3 separate regions of the Mus musculus genome follow, and regions 2 and 3 are each linked to region 1. The links are chromatin contacts, called in public HiChIP or PLAC-seq maps. All regions are on one chromosome and are shown on one strand. The core of a region is the stretch at or near the end of the contact, and the rest is flanking DNA. Distances in the headings are between cores, read along the strand shown.

The links. HiChIP or PLAC-seq counts read pairs in DNA pulled down with a chosen protein or histone mark.
Region 2: an H3K27ac HiChIP or PLAC-seq map of heart atrium shows a contact between it and region 1, with 5 read pairs. The contact joins two enhancer-like sites. A contact is called at or near these places in 5 of 484 Hi-C or Micro-C datasets (the HPC-7 cell line, bone marrow-derived dendritic cells, cerebral cortex and 2 more) and 5 of 115 datasets of contacts at active chromatin or transcription factors (bone marrow-derived dendritic cells, double positive thymocytes, heart atrium and 2 more).
Region 3: a contact with region 1 is called in an H3K27ac HiChIP or PLAC-seq map of heart atrium, with 5 read pairs. The contact joins two enhancer-like sites. A contact is called at or near these places in 1 of 115 datasets of contacts at active chromatin or transcription factors (heart atrium) and 1 of 9 other capture datasets (embryonic stem cells).

Annotation. Positions count from the first base shown.
Region 1 is chr12:79,902,610-79,907,361 of GRCm38.p6, forward strand. It overlaps Gm46361 (a long non-coding RNA gene), which reads left to right. Exons shown (of 2, transcript XR_001780641.1): 2 at 1,216-1,973. Among named protein-coding and RNA genes, the nearest start is that of Gm51985, 5.5 kb to the right of the region's middle. Within about 2 kb of position 2,407, at least 114 of the 459 cell types and tissues checked have an H3K27ac peak or open chromatin away from gene starts, as enhancers often do. A contact at or near this core is called in heart atrium, where this site is marked.
Region 2 is chr12:79,760,519-79,765,270 of GRCm38.p6, forward strand. All of the region lies in intron 8 of Rad51b (RAD51 paralog B), which reads left to right. Among named protein-coding and RNA genes, the nearest start is that of Gm36048, 36 kb to the right of the region's middle. Within about 2 kb of position 2,178, at least 40 of the 459 cell types and tissues checked have an H3K27ac peak or open chromatin away from gene starts, as enhancers often do. A contact at or near this core is called in heart atrium, where this site is marked.
Region 3 is chr12:80,044,562-80,049,313 of GRCm38.p6, forward strand. The region is part of intron 3 of Gm36660 (a long non-coding RNA gene); the gene reads right to left. Among named protein-coding and RNA genes, the nearest start is that of Gm36834, 27 kb to the left of the region's middle. Within about 2 kb of position 2,205, at least 54 of the 459 cell types and tissues checked have an H3K27ac peak or open chromatin away from gene starts, as enhancers often do. A contact at or near this core is called in heart atrium, where this site is marked.

The DNA.
Region 1 (4,752 bases), core at 1,157-3,656:
CTAAGGCACCAGAGTGTAGCTGGTGTTCAAATGATCAAGTCCGGCTTGTCATCAGCATATCAAAATCACTTGAGGAGATGCCCCAAAAATGCAGACAACCAGTCCCACTGCAGAAGGCCTTAGGGAAGCCTCCAGCAGAGAGAGAGGATCTGTATTCATAAGGCAGCTGAAAGGATTCTGGTGTGGGTTGTCTATAGGGGATACAACAGGAATTAGGCAGGCCATGCTTACACGTGTCTCAACTCTGCAAAGCCTGCCAACGGCACTTAGAGGAAATACGTAAGAGGAAGCAAAAGCTAGAAGTGTTCAGGTACAGGCTGGGCTACAAATATAAGCCAGCCAGACCAGGGATGGGGAGTGAGCAGGAGGGAGGTCTCATGACGGAGACTCTCAGTGTGGCTATTTGTCAAACCACAGCACAGGGTTCCAGGTGGGCACACTACCTGATGCCTAAATACTCTGTCGGTGCTTGGAGAGCCTTCTTGTGGGTATGAGACAGCCATAGAGAGCAACCCAGCCAGCAACGAATGTCTTCGTTCTGAGGCAGGAACTCCGGCTTTCTCTTAGAGGCAGCACATGCTGAATTCAAACACCGCACTTGGTATATCGCAGTATTAGGTTCAGGTCCCAACTTTATGGGTCTCTCTGAGTAAGTGGGAGTAAGCTATATATTTACCCCGTGCCTCAGATTCCTCACCCGGTAAAGGAGGACAACAATACCTACAACAGAGGGTTCTTATGAAGATTGCAAAATCAGAAGTACATGCAAAGCATTTCCCCTGGCCTAGGGAGCAAGGCCCCATTAGCTGTGGTCTTCATTATCATGGAAGCTCCTCCCATCCTCCCCCCACAGACACTCTCTGAAGCTGGCTTTGTACAATTTAAGCACATGAAGAATCGACTTTTAAACTATAAATATCTTCATCCCCAGTTCCCAGAAAGCTTTTGGTTCTCTGTCTCTCTCTATTTCTGTCTGCCTGTTTTCTCGGTCTATCTCTTTCTGTCTGTCTGACTGTCTATCTCTGTGTCTTTCTATGTCTCTCACTCTCTCTGATGTCTCTCTCTGTGTCTCTGCTTCCCCCTGTCTCTCTGTCTCCTTTTTTTCCACAAGCCCTTGCAGTCTGCAATTTAGGATAGGCATGGCTTCCAAAGTCACCATCCTGATCATCCTGAGCATCAAAGTGACCCCTCCTGTGGACATTTGCCTCACTCCAGGGATATATAAAGAGGTGCTCAGCAGATGAGGACCAGACCTTTGCAACCGAAAATTCAACTTTAAAGTTCCAAAGATCTGTCCCAGGAAGGCTGGAGGGCTGTGTGATCTACAAGGTGAGACAGGGAATTTCAAGGTTGGAATCAAAGGCTCCTGAGCAGATGGAAAAAAAAAAGAAACATAGGTATGCAGCCACCCAGACAACAGCCAGTTAACCCTTCCTTTCCCAAGCCCACTGTTGGACTTTATGAGAGTCTCAGTCTCTGAATAGGTATGCCTCAGTTTCTCCTGCAAGCATGCTGTGACACATGGCAAACTTAACTTCTTTTACATGCTATATAATATCAAGAGCAATAAGATAGTATTATTTTATTGGTTCTATATTCTGTTTAATTTTTTGCGGGGGGAACACAAGACCTTGCTATGTACCCCAGGTCGGATTGAAAGTCATAATTCTCCTGCCTCAGTCACCCAAGTGTTGCAATTATAGGCGTGAGTCATCCATCATTTCTAATTCTGATTTTCTTCTCTGACTATCAGTGGTGAAGAGCTGAGTAAGTAAGAGTTGCTGTTACTCAGCTGGTGAAGTAGCTGGGTGGATTAGGGGTTTGCACAAAGCCTGACCACCCCAACTTTGACTCACTGGGACCCAGTGGTGGAAGGAGTGAACTGACTTCTGCAAGCTGTCTCCTGACCACCGCCTATATGTGTGCCCACACGTGCACAGATGAAGAAATAAAAATGTAATCAAAATCAAAAAGAGTCATTGCTGCTCTATAATGAAAAGATCTTCACTCATTAAAGGAACCCACAACGGATCATCTCATGCCTTCTTTAATAGTGCAACTTTGAAAGACATCCAGTTAGTGGCCCAGTGGTTATTTATTTATTTATTTATTTATTTATTTTCTACCTCTTCTGGAGTAGGTGACAGACACCACAGGGGAATGTTCAAGTGAAAAGCCCAGCATCCCTGGAAGACAAGAACAGAAGCCTTTGGACATCTGCACGGGACTCCATCACCAACACATCCAAACACTTTCTCGATCTGGAGGAAGAGCCTATCCCATGTTCCACAGAAGGCCCTGGCTCCTGCCAGTTCCTCCCTGGTTCACTGCTGGGAACCACAAGAGTGGCCTCTCTCATCCCTGCTGCCTCACTGGCCAGTGGAAGGGCAGAGTTGGCAGAAGAGCCTTTGTGAGCCTTGTTGACTCTGCTGGGTTCAGAGAGGCCTTCACAGTTGACTCAGCTAAGGAGAGTTGTTTACTTCCTGCAGCCTTGAGGTCTGCCAAGCACAGGGCCCAGCTGGGCAGTTCAGTGCCCGGGTCTCTCACTCCCACACCAGTACCTGTAGAGATCAGTGAACAGCCCCTGCTAGGCCGGCCAGACTGAGTCTGCACAAGCTGCCTTGGCCCTCAGCACAGACTCCTTCCTCCCTGCTAGTTCAGCTAGCCAGGCCTGCCTTAGTGACACTCCTGGGCTGGGTTTCTTTCTTTCTTCCTGAAGTCCAGAGCCCAGTTATTTACCCAAAGAAAACAGGGAAGTGACAAGGTAACAGAGTACACATGTTGTGAAAATATGCAGGCTGAGGCTGAAGAAAAGAAAACATTCTTCCATAAGGAACTGCCTTGTTAATTCATATTCTTCCCCCTCCAGATTAGAACCAGCCATTGCTTGTGCTCCTTCAAGTACTTTCTGTGGTTCCATGACAGCTGCCTACATGGGGCAAGATTTGGCTTGAAAAATGGGCCATCGGTCATGCTTTGGGTGGGGTGGAGGTTGTGGGGGGGGGTCAGACACTAAAATTCCCAGATAACTCAAATTCACTGCTCGCTCACTCTCTCGGCGGGATACAGGGGGGAGAGAGGTGGCATGGAGAATGGATTGTACAAACGTCAAGACATAACCTGATTTTCCACAAGAAGCCACAGCTCAGTAATGAACAGTCTTTGGAATGAGCTTTTCAACTCCTCTTGAAGTTGGTTTCCGATCCCTGGCAAACCCGGTCTCTGCAGCCTTGAGTAACGGCCACAGGCTGATTCTCGGCAATTAAAAATAATATTGGCCCTGATAGAGAACTCTTGGGCACCCCCCTCCCTTACACACCCTTTTCATTACGTGCCAAAGATTACTTTCCCAAACCTGTTTCAGAACAGCTGGCCGAGTTGGAGGAGCAGGCTCAGCCCTCGTGGCCTGGAGAGAGGCTGCAGTTATTAATAGCATTTGCTCTGCCTGGTGTTTGGGGCAGGAAGAGGGTGACCTGTGTCTGTTTGGAAAGTTGGGTCCTAATCAGTTTGGGGCCTGTTCTCTCTTCCCTGCATTCTTTAAACCTCAAGCTCTATGGATAGTGGCTGAGAGAGCCCACAGAGAGGCTGGGTAGGGCCAAATAGCCTCCCTATAAACCTTCAGGCTTCTCATTTCTTCCTTCGTGGTTGTTCTCTGCCTCTCAGTGGGTATTGGCCAGAGGACTGGCCAGGATCCTTTCAAGGGAGGTCTCTCACAGAGGCCTGGGCTGCCCCTGTTAGCACTTTCTGGTAACAGAGCCTGCTGAGCCTGGTGTTGCAGCTCAGGCCTGCAAGGCCGAGTGGGATCTGCTCCCTTTCCTAAAGGCTTGAGGGTGGTGTGGGTTGGGGAAGTATTTTCAGCCCTTACTGCCACAGAGTCTGTCAGCTTCCCACGGTCAGCACCCAGCAGCCTTAACCTCAGAATGGGTGGAAATCCCACTGTCTCCCCACACGGCCGACCACAACCACCACAAAGCACCTTCTCAAGATACCAGGATAGGGCTGGATTTCAGGCCTGGAATGCTCTTGATTGTCAGGTTGGGTTGCAGCTGAAGTGGAAAACCTTGAGAACAAGGCAGATTATGGGTCTGAGAACAAGGTCTCTCTCCTAGGTGGACATTTCTCAAGGAGAACACGATGGTGGGCAAGAAGCCATATCCAATCAGAAACCATGCACTCCTGGAGGAGGGTACCTCAGAATGAAAGTTTGAAACCTGGGCCACCCACCTTTGCTAGTATGCTTACATGGCCCCCGGTTCCAACAGGGGAGCACAGCCTCTCCCACACTGGGCCAGACTCCAGTCTCTGGCCATAGGTGAAAGACTATTTCCGGTGATTGTTTTGAGATATTTTATATCCAGTGTGTGAAAACATAATAGTGACCGGAAAAATACACACACGCACGCACACACCCTACAAAGGTGGTCCCATCCTTCACTAGAAAGGTCAGAGGACCCTTTTCTCATTTAAGTCCTTGATGTAGATCCAAGGGAAGCAGTTTCTTTGAAGTCAGCAAAGACCACAGCTGGCCCAGCTGCGAGGGTGTGGCTGGGGAGTCAGACAGGATGCGCTGCCTTATCAGGGGCCACTCTAGTTCCCGCCTATAAGGACCATGTTTCCTCCAGCAAAAGGTGACTTCAGAGCCATTTGTTCGGGAGTCCAAGGAAGACTCATTATAACCCAGGGAGCAGAGTGGCCTTATTCTGTCAAAGGCAAGCATTTCTGCTGGGGAGCTCCTACACAGTCCTTGAGTGT
Region 2 (4,752 bases), core at 928-3,427, 140 kb before region 1:
GGAAGCACTGTGCACTCAGGCTTCCTAGAAAAGACAAGGTCCCAAATAAGAAGCCAATTTTTTTGCTGTCAAAATATCATAGACTCTGGATTTTTTTTTGTTTGTTTATTGTTTATTGGTTTTGGGTTTTGTTTTGTTTTGTCTTTGTTTTTGTTTGTAAGTATACCCAAGGACATTTGAAGTCACTTTGAACAACTCCTTCTGACCATGGGTGAAGCTACTGAGGATTGGGGAAAGTCAGCCCTGTGGCTCACTCCTGGGTGCTTTGTTATGGCTGCTCCTTCTCCCAAGTGTTCCTGTTGAAAGCCTGCAGCTAAACCAGGAGTAGAACCACAGGCCAGACCATCAGGCCTGCCATAAAAAGTTCCCATGGTAACCCACCATCCTTCCCTACACTCATTTCAGTCCTGAAAACCCTGAGTATTGTCGTTTGTAACTTCCTACTTCTTATCCCAGGAACTTACTTTTTACCCAACTGGACAAGAAGAACCAAGTATTCCAAACATTCACTCCTTTAAGCCCTTCCCCTTCCCTTCCGTTCCTATTCTGGAAGTCACCACTTTGTTAGTTTGGTTTTAGGGGGTTGTTTTTTGTTTGTTTGTTTTGGGGGTGGGGGTTTTCCACTTATTTTTAAACATGCATAAGTCTATTCACTTAAAATTGAGTCCTCTGCCACAGAGCAAACATGCTTCTGCTATTCACTAGCAACAGTCTAACCTCTCAGAAATGTTTGGCAGAGAAGTCATAAATTTAAATGTTTTCAGAAAAGAAACTTTTTCATTACAGCACACACACACACACACACACACACACATAAACACACAGGCCCTTCCTAAATACTGACTGACACAGAGTGGTACCAGCTGCCCATCACCTTCTAGAAACCAGGCTCCCTAACAACTTGGCTATCCTCCTCTAGCCCTGAAATCATGAGATCTACATCCTGTGTGTACAGAGCAGAGAGACCATGGGAGAAATGTGTTTTCCTATCCAACTCCCACCAGAGGCTGGGAACTGGCTCCAAAAGATAGCAGTTCTGGGAGAAGTTTTAGAAGCTCCGTCCAGATCCTCACCGAGTCATTCCTAAGCTTTGCTATCTCTGATAACGATTAGAATGGAAAAGAAAGAAAGAAAGAAAGAAAGAAAGAAAGAAAGGAAGGAAGGAAGGAAGGAAGGAAGGAAGGAAGGAAGGAAGGAAGGAAGGAAGGAAGGAAGGAAGAAAGAAAGAAAGGGAGAGAGCTGCGATTAAACATCTTTTCCCCCTCACCTTTCATCTTCTGTGTTTGTATCTTTGTTCCTGCTATTTATCCTTAGCCATATCAAGTATCTCCATCTAGGGTCACCAAGAACCTTTGGTTGCCTGGAGGCAAGAATTATTATTCGAATTTTACAGATGGGTAAGCAATCACAGAAGGAGACTAGCAAGCTTTAACTCACCTAGCCAAGTCTCTGACAGAGTGGGGCATAAGGATTCCCACAGTCTTTTGAGAGAGCCTCACTTCAGTGTGAATGAACTAGGCTGTTCTGGGGACCTTGCAGACTCTAGCCTGTGAGGATGGGGAAAAAAAAAAAGGAAAAAAACAACCCAATCATGAAAATATTTTCAAGTCCCAGTTCATGTCTTTGACTTATTTTTTTATTTGTATCGGAATCCACCAAATGCCAGACAATGAAGTCATACAGCCTTGGCAGGTCTAAATATCACAGTTGTTCAAAAATGGGAGGAAGGGAGAGTGCCCCAGTTTTCAGAACTTCCGCTGAAAATGAACACAGAGAAGACCTACTTATCAGTTTCCTAACCAATGAGGTCACTGGGCAGGAAATCACCTTTTATAAAGAGTCAGTAAGCAGACTCTCCCTGCTTTGAATTTTGCATAAACAGCATTAGTGAGCACTTATTCCAGCCCTCTCATGGGAATGCTAGAAACTGCAAAGACAGAAAGGACCACTAAGTTCTCCTGTAGGAAACAAGACCATGAATGTATAGTAACTGACAGCCTCCCTGTTGACCCCTCTCAAGTCATCTACCACCAGAGCCACCTCCAGTTCTTCTCTTGTGTTTGAAGCTGCGTGAAGTGACCTATCTTTCCTCTCCTAACCTGAGTTTAAGCCTCTAGCTTAAAGGTCAGCTGTAGGCCACCTGACTTGTGTGAATGCAGCTGCTAGGCCAGTTGAGCAAAGTTAAATAACTTGCCAAGCCAGGGCATGCATGTGCTGCCTTCGTTGAGACCTCTTGCCCTGTGTTATCACTGAACATCAGAACAAAGGAAGCTGACTGTGGAGTCTGAGTGACAAGCATTTTCATAGGAGTGATAAGATAACTTGTCAGGACCGTTCCTGAAATGGGCCTTTGGGCAATCCAAGACCCTTCTCAGCCCCTGTGCACAGGAGAATAACAAGATATTTGATCTTCAAGACCTGATGAGCCCAGAGAAGGCTAATCGAAGTAGGGGTTAGCAGCCTAGTTTTGAAACCTAGCTCTGCCGTTAATCAATCTACGTGACTTTAAGGAACTGCCTTCATCTCTCATAGCTTAAGTCTGTCAGTAGAACTGATAGTGTTGCTATCTCATAGGCTCAAAAAATGTGTACTGAGATATGAAATTCAAACAATGTAAGGTGCCTCTATTTGAGGGGTTTACATAGTGCCTAGTATATAGTAAAATTGGAAGCATTGTCTTCATCATTAGTAACTTTAAAGGCCTTGCTGGGGTTATTCTTACACTGGCCTGATGCTTGCAAGTGTGTCTGGAACACGTCTCCTCAAGGTCACTCACTCAGAGTTTTCCCTGGAAGCTTTTCTCTGTCATTTGCCCTTGCAGCCCTTGATTAGATCCCAAATATATCTGACCAAAGAACAGCCAAGTGTCTGCCACCCCTCCATCCCGCTCCCGTGGGCCTCGTGGTATAGAGTTTTTCATTTTGCTTTATTTTTGTTGGTTTTATAACCATTTGCTTGTTTATTTACTTTTATGAAATGTTTAAAACAGTCACCCATGCCCTGAACGTGTCTCTGATCTCTAGAACCATCCTTTGCCTTCCTTTAGAACTAGGACACTCCACCAGTTTTATCACCACCAAAAAAAAAAAAAAGTTGTAAGTTCTTAACCAATTAGTAACTCCTAATTGTTCACATGTAGCCTTTTCTTGGCAAACTGTGAAGCACAGCTTCACTTAATCCGCTCACTTAGGAGATGTATAAACAGCTGGCTGCTACAGTTAGCTTGAAAAAATGCAAACCTATTAATTTTAGCTTAAGGTAGAATTAAGAATGTAAATATGCTGTTAAAACAAGTCTATAACATGGTTCAGCATGGGAATAACTTATTAGTCATTTAGTCAGTGTAAGCATCCTTGTGTTAAGTGATACAGGGCCTGCTGGCACAAACCGGGCATGCCTCTGGCTCATTTATAATGTGTATTATACAAAAATCACACAAATAATATGCCACAATAGAAAATGGAGGTAAGTGAGAGGATTTTAAAAGGTATTTTGTAACTTTAGAGGAGGAAGGCAATAGTTATTTATTGTGATGATAAGAGAATTTGGCATTTGAGAGGCAGCTCTGGACACAGGGTAGAGTTGAGACATGAGGTCATACCATACATTTTCTATGAGCACATAGAAAATCTTGATGGGCACGAAGCCCATCTGTTTAGCTGGGGGGGGGGGGGTTGGGAGGTGCATGCCTTCAATCCCAGCACTTGGAGGCAGAGGCAGGCAAATCACTGTGAGTTCAAGGCCAGCCTGGTGTACAGAACTGGTTCCTAGACAATGAGGTCTACACAAAGAAACCCTGTCTTAAAAAACAAATACAGACAAAACAAAACAGAACACCACCAACAACAACCCTTTAAAATGTAAATTGAGGGAAATTTTTTATGTGGTGCTATGGAATTGAACCCAGGGCCTCGTATGTGATAAGCAAGTACTCTTCCACTGAACAATAGCCTCAGACCAAGTCCTCAAAACATTGATTTTTGGCTTTTCTTTTTAAAAGAAAAAATCAAAAGAGGTACTGGAGTGGTGGCTCAGCAGTTAAGAACATTCACTATTCTTACAGAGGACCTAGGTTCCACTCTCAGCACCCACGTGGTGACTCACAGCTCCCCATAACTCCAGTTACAGGGGACCTGACACCCTCTTCTGGCCCCAGTGGGCACCAAGCACACACATGGTGCACATATATACATAAAAATAGTAGCTAAATTATGGAATCAACCTATATCTATAGCAGAGGAGTGGTTAAAGAAAATACGGTTTATAGAGACACGTGGAATTTTTTTCAGACATGAAGAGAAATAAAATTATATCATTTGCAGTAAAATGGATGCAATTGGAGATATTTGTATTAAGTAAATTGAGTCCCCCAAAGGCAAATATTATGTATTTTTCTTACTCATACTTCCTAGATTTTATATAGATCCATAAAATCTTACATGTACATATGGTGTGAATATGAAAAGGAAACAATAAATCAAAGGTGGCTAATAAGGAGGGAGAAGAAAGAAAGGAGAAAACAGAGAGATATGGGGGAATGTGTTCAAAATGTGCTATCTACTTGTAGGAAAATATCCTTCTGTAACGCAGTACCATGAACAAAGCATATATAGCACTGGAGGGGGGGGGGGATAGTGGAAGAGAGATGGAAAGGTTGTGTATCTCCAGGAAATTGGAAGTGAGTTCATCTCTAAGGTGAGAAAGACCTGGCCTCTTACTAACAATGAACATGCATTTCATAACCACCCAATG
Region 3 (4,752 bases), core at 955-3,454, 140 kb after region 1:
TCCTCCATTGGGGGCCCTGTGAGCCATCCAATAGCTGACTGTGAGCATCCACTTCTGTGTTTGCTAGGCCCCAGCATAGTCTCACAAGAGACAGCTATATCTGGGTCCTTTCAGCAAAATCTTGCTAGTGTATGCAATGGTGTCAGCGTTTGGAGGCTGATCATGGGATGGATCCCAGGATATGGCAGTCTCTAGATGGTCCATTCTTTCATCTCAGCTCCAAACTGTGTCTCTGTAATTCCTTCCATGGGTGTTTTGTTCCCAATTCTAAGAGGGGGCAAAGTGTCCACACTTTTTGGTCTTCGTTCTTCTTGAGTTTCATGTGTTTAGCAAATTGTATCTTATATCTTGGGTATTCTAAGTTTCTGGGCTAATATCCACTTATCAGTGAGTACATATTGTGTGAGTTCTTTTGTGATTGAGTTACCTCACTCAGGATGATGCCCTCCAGGTCCATCCATTTGCCTAGGAATTTCATAAATTCATTCTTTTTAATAGCTGAGTAGTACTCCATTGTGTAAATGTACCATATTTTCTGTTCCTCTGTTGAGGGGCATCTGGGTTCTTTCCAGCTTCTGGCTATTATAAATAAGGCTGCTATGAACATAGTGGAGCATGTGTCCTTCTTACCGGTTGGAACATCTTCTGGATATATGCCCAGGAGAGGTATTGCTGGATCCTCCGGTAGTACTATGTCCAATTTTCTGAGGAACCGCCAGACTGATTTCCAGAGTGGTTGTACAAGCTTGCAATCCCACCAACAATGGAGGAGTGTTCCTCTTTCTCCACATCCTCGCCAGCAACTGCTGTCACCTGAATTTTTGATCTTAGCCATTCTGACTGGAGTGAGGTGGAATCTCAGGGTTGTTTTGATCCCCAATGATTAAGGATGTTGAACATTTTTTCAGGTGCTTCTCAGCCATTCGGTATTCCTCAGGTGAGAATTCTTTGTTTAGCTCTGAGCCCCATTTTTAATGGGGTTATTTGATTTTCTGGAGTCCACCTTCTTGAGTTCTTTATATATATTGGATATTAGTCCCCTATCTGATTTAGGATAGGTAAAGATCCTTTCCCAATCTGTTGGTGGCCTTTTTGTCTTATTGACAGTGTCTTTTGCCTTGCAGAAGCTTTGCAATTTTATGAGGTCCCATTTGTCGATTCTCGATCTTACAGCACAAGCCATTGCTGTTCTATTCAGGAATTTTTCTCCTGTACCCATATCTTCTAGGTTTTTCCCTACTTTCTCCTCTATAAGTTTCAGTGTCTTAGTTTTATGTGGAGTTCCTTAATCCACTTAGATTTGACCTTAGTACAAGGAGATAGGAATGGATCAATTCGCATTCTTCTACATGATAACCGCCAGTTGTGCAGGAGGGACTTTTCAAGGCCCTCGGTGAACTCCTGACATCATAGGTAGCACTGAATTCTACCTAGGCTCCTCTTACATACATACCTATGATAGGGTTTAATGCGTGACTTAGATGTAGCAAGAGATTGACAGCAATAACAAATAATAAAACAGAGCCATTATAACAAGATGCTATAATAAAAGATATGTGGAGATGATCTTTTTTTTCCCTCAACTGTCTTGCTACAGTGTTCTAGTGCTTCTGGTAATGATGGGAGATAATGGACTGAGTTGATGTCCACGTGGTGACGTAGCATTAGGCTACAACTGACCCTCTGAAGACATATCAGAGGGAGGATCGTGTGCTTCATTTGGAGCAAGATTTCTTCACCATGCCACTCCTTACAGCCTACAATCTTAAACTTGCTCTTTCAGGAATTTTTCTATGTAATGTATGTGGGTCACAATTGGCTAGTCCAGATAACCAAAGTCACAGAAAAAAAAACAAAAACCGTAACACCACTTTCCCTCCAAGTTCCCATCACTGGAACATCCCAAGGACGAATAAGGAAGGGACCAAGCAGTAGTGTCTCTACACATGATGTTTAAGGCTACCCATGCAAAACAGAGTGAAGAACCAGAAATAGTGTTTGGGAAGCATAGTTGTGAGGTTTTCCTATCCATCACCTATACATGTGCTTCCCAGTTACACAACTCCCCAACCTCACTGTCCTATGGACACCAAGTAAGCCAATGCGCTACAAGTTGGGCAAGCCAATCCAGGGACCAGAGCATGTGCTAGCTGTATGACTTCAGACACGGCGGTTATACTCCTGCCAAGCCTGTTTCCTCATTTCTAATAATCTCTGCCTCCTCCCTGCCCCAGAAGGAAGCTGTGAGAATTCACTGAGTAATGTCTATCTACAAAGCACTTAGCTTGCAAGAGAAGAGTCCTACATAAGCAGAAGATGACGGTGGCTGTTGTGACAGCTGCTTGAGTCTCTTAGCCATTTCCCAGCCCTTTATTTGCTGCTGTTAGAGCTTAGCCTGCTGTGAGTCACTATGGTCCTGTTCCCAAGGTTTTGCTAAAAGAATTCCCCTTGAGCGTATATTCCTATCTGGCTACACAGCCAATTGAGGCGACATCAGAAAACAAGGCTAAGAAAATATGCTGTCACAACCTTCCCTAGCACCTGACTCCACTTTGCTTCTTATCTACTGGACTGTAATTTCATAAGGGTGGGAACATCTAGGCCACAATGTTGCTCAACTAAAGGGGGGGGCACCTTTTACCACCACTTAATTGGCAACAAATTTGTTGAATGACTTCCTGAGTGAAACACTGCCTAGCTGAGATTTAAGTAAAAACTAACATTTTTGAATTCTCACCATGTAAAAAGGGTACCACATACTCTTTATTTTATTTATTCAACTCAACAGCCCTATGAAATCAAACTCATATTGTGTGAATGAGCAAACTGAAGTTAACCCCTATAAACGATCACCAAGGCCATGGATAAGCTGGCCATCTCCTGTAGATGTCTTAGCCAAACTAACAGGAAGATAGCACCAGAAAAAAAACTTCTGGAACAATACATTAAACCAAACTCTTATGGGCTGGCTGGGGAAATAACTCACTGGGAATAACGTTCATTGTATAAACATGGGGACCTGAGTTCAGATCCCCACACTCATGTAAAAAGGAACTGTAGCACACACCCGCAGCCCCAGCACTGGGTCAGGGGAAGAGATGATCCCCAGAACTTGCTGGTGAGCCACTCTAGCTAAAACTGTTAGCTACAGTTTCGATGAGAGAGCCTGTGTCAAAAAAAAAAAAAAAAGTAAGGTGGAGAGAGACAGAAGACACCCAGTACCAATCTCTGACTTCCATGTACACAGCACTGGGACACATATCACGGGAGGGGGTGTTAAGGAGAGGAAAGGAGGAGTGGGAGAAAAAGGAAAGGAGGGGGAAAAAGGGAAAAAGAGACAGCTGGAGAGGAAGAAATGGGGTTAGGTAGTGGTAGCACACACCTCCAATCCCAGCACTTGAGAGGCAGAGACAAGCAAATCTTTTTGAGTTCAAGGTCAGCCTAGGCTATAGAGCAAGCTCCAAGACAGCCAAGACTACAGAGAAACCCTGTCTGGAAAAACAAAAAACAAAACAAACAAAAGAAGGAGGAGGAGAAGGAGGGAAAGAAAAGAAGTGGGAGGCCCTGGGTGGCAACTGCTGGATGAGAAAGAACACAGGTTGCAGTAGGTTCTTACAACTTTCCAAAGAGAGTCCTTGGAGCTGCGATGCCCCCTCCTGTACCTCCTCCAGCCCTGGCTCTTCTAGCCCACCTTTTCCTCCTCCAGCATCCACCCTGCATCACATACATACACACAAAGTCTCTGCCACAAGCTCTTCCCACAAATATACATAAACATACAGTCACACAAGGGCCATTCTTCACTAGTAAAGCTCAGATTCTTGGGCAGTGAGGAGTGCAGACAAGCAAGACCCCGGATGATGCAAATTATGCCGAGAGCATGGAGTGCTCTTTGCTTCAGCACTGCTGAAACTCAACAGTATATGAAATAGATTTTTGGATTTTGTTCTACATTCCCTATTAGGGACATTTTCCTCCTGTGAGCCTTATCGATGACATGTTCCCCCTGGTCCAAAGGATTGACCCACATTCAACCCCTGCATTCATTTTCTGAGCTCTGTTGACCTTTATTAGTCCTTTGATATAGGGACAATAATCTCTGGTCTGATATCTGAAGGAACTTGGGCTTTCAGAGACCTACAATAGGCCTTGTTTGAGTAGCAATCCTTAAGAAGGGCCCATGGGGGAAGTGCATATTGACTCAGGCCCTTGGCACAGGCAAAGGAATTTTTGACAGTTGAGAGGCACTTCCAGGTGAATGTAAACTCCAGGGTTTGGTGACTCCCTTCAACTGGGCCCTGATAACCACAGGGCAACCTGTTTGCAGGCTAACTACTCCTGGCTTCCCTACCTGACTCCTGGAGGAGAGTGGTGGGATTGAGTTTATGAGTACCATTTGTCCTTACTGTCAACCCGCCGCACAGTCCCCAGGAGATGGAGGTCTGTGGGAAAAAAATACTCACACTTCATTCACATAAGACCTACGAGGAGACTGCACTGAAGGAACCCCGGACCAAAGACTTGTTCTTACCCTTGGGAGCCTCATCACTTCTCTGCCGATACGTGCCATCTTACTTTTTAGGGCTTTGGTAACCAAGACGCAAAGACCAGGTGGCTTAAACAGCAGACTCATCTGCCTCACCGTCCTGGAGGCCCAGGAGCAAGCTATTTGCAGTGCTGGTTTGATCTGAGGACTCTTGGCTTGGCTTGTGCCCTCACCTGATCTTGACTTGATGTACATACACTAGTGTG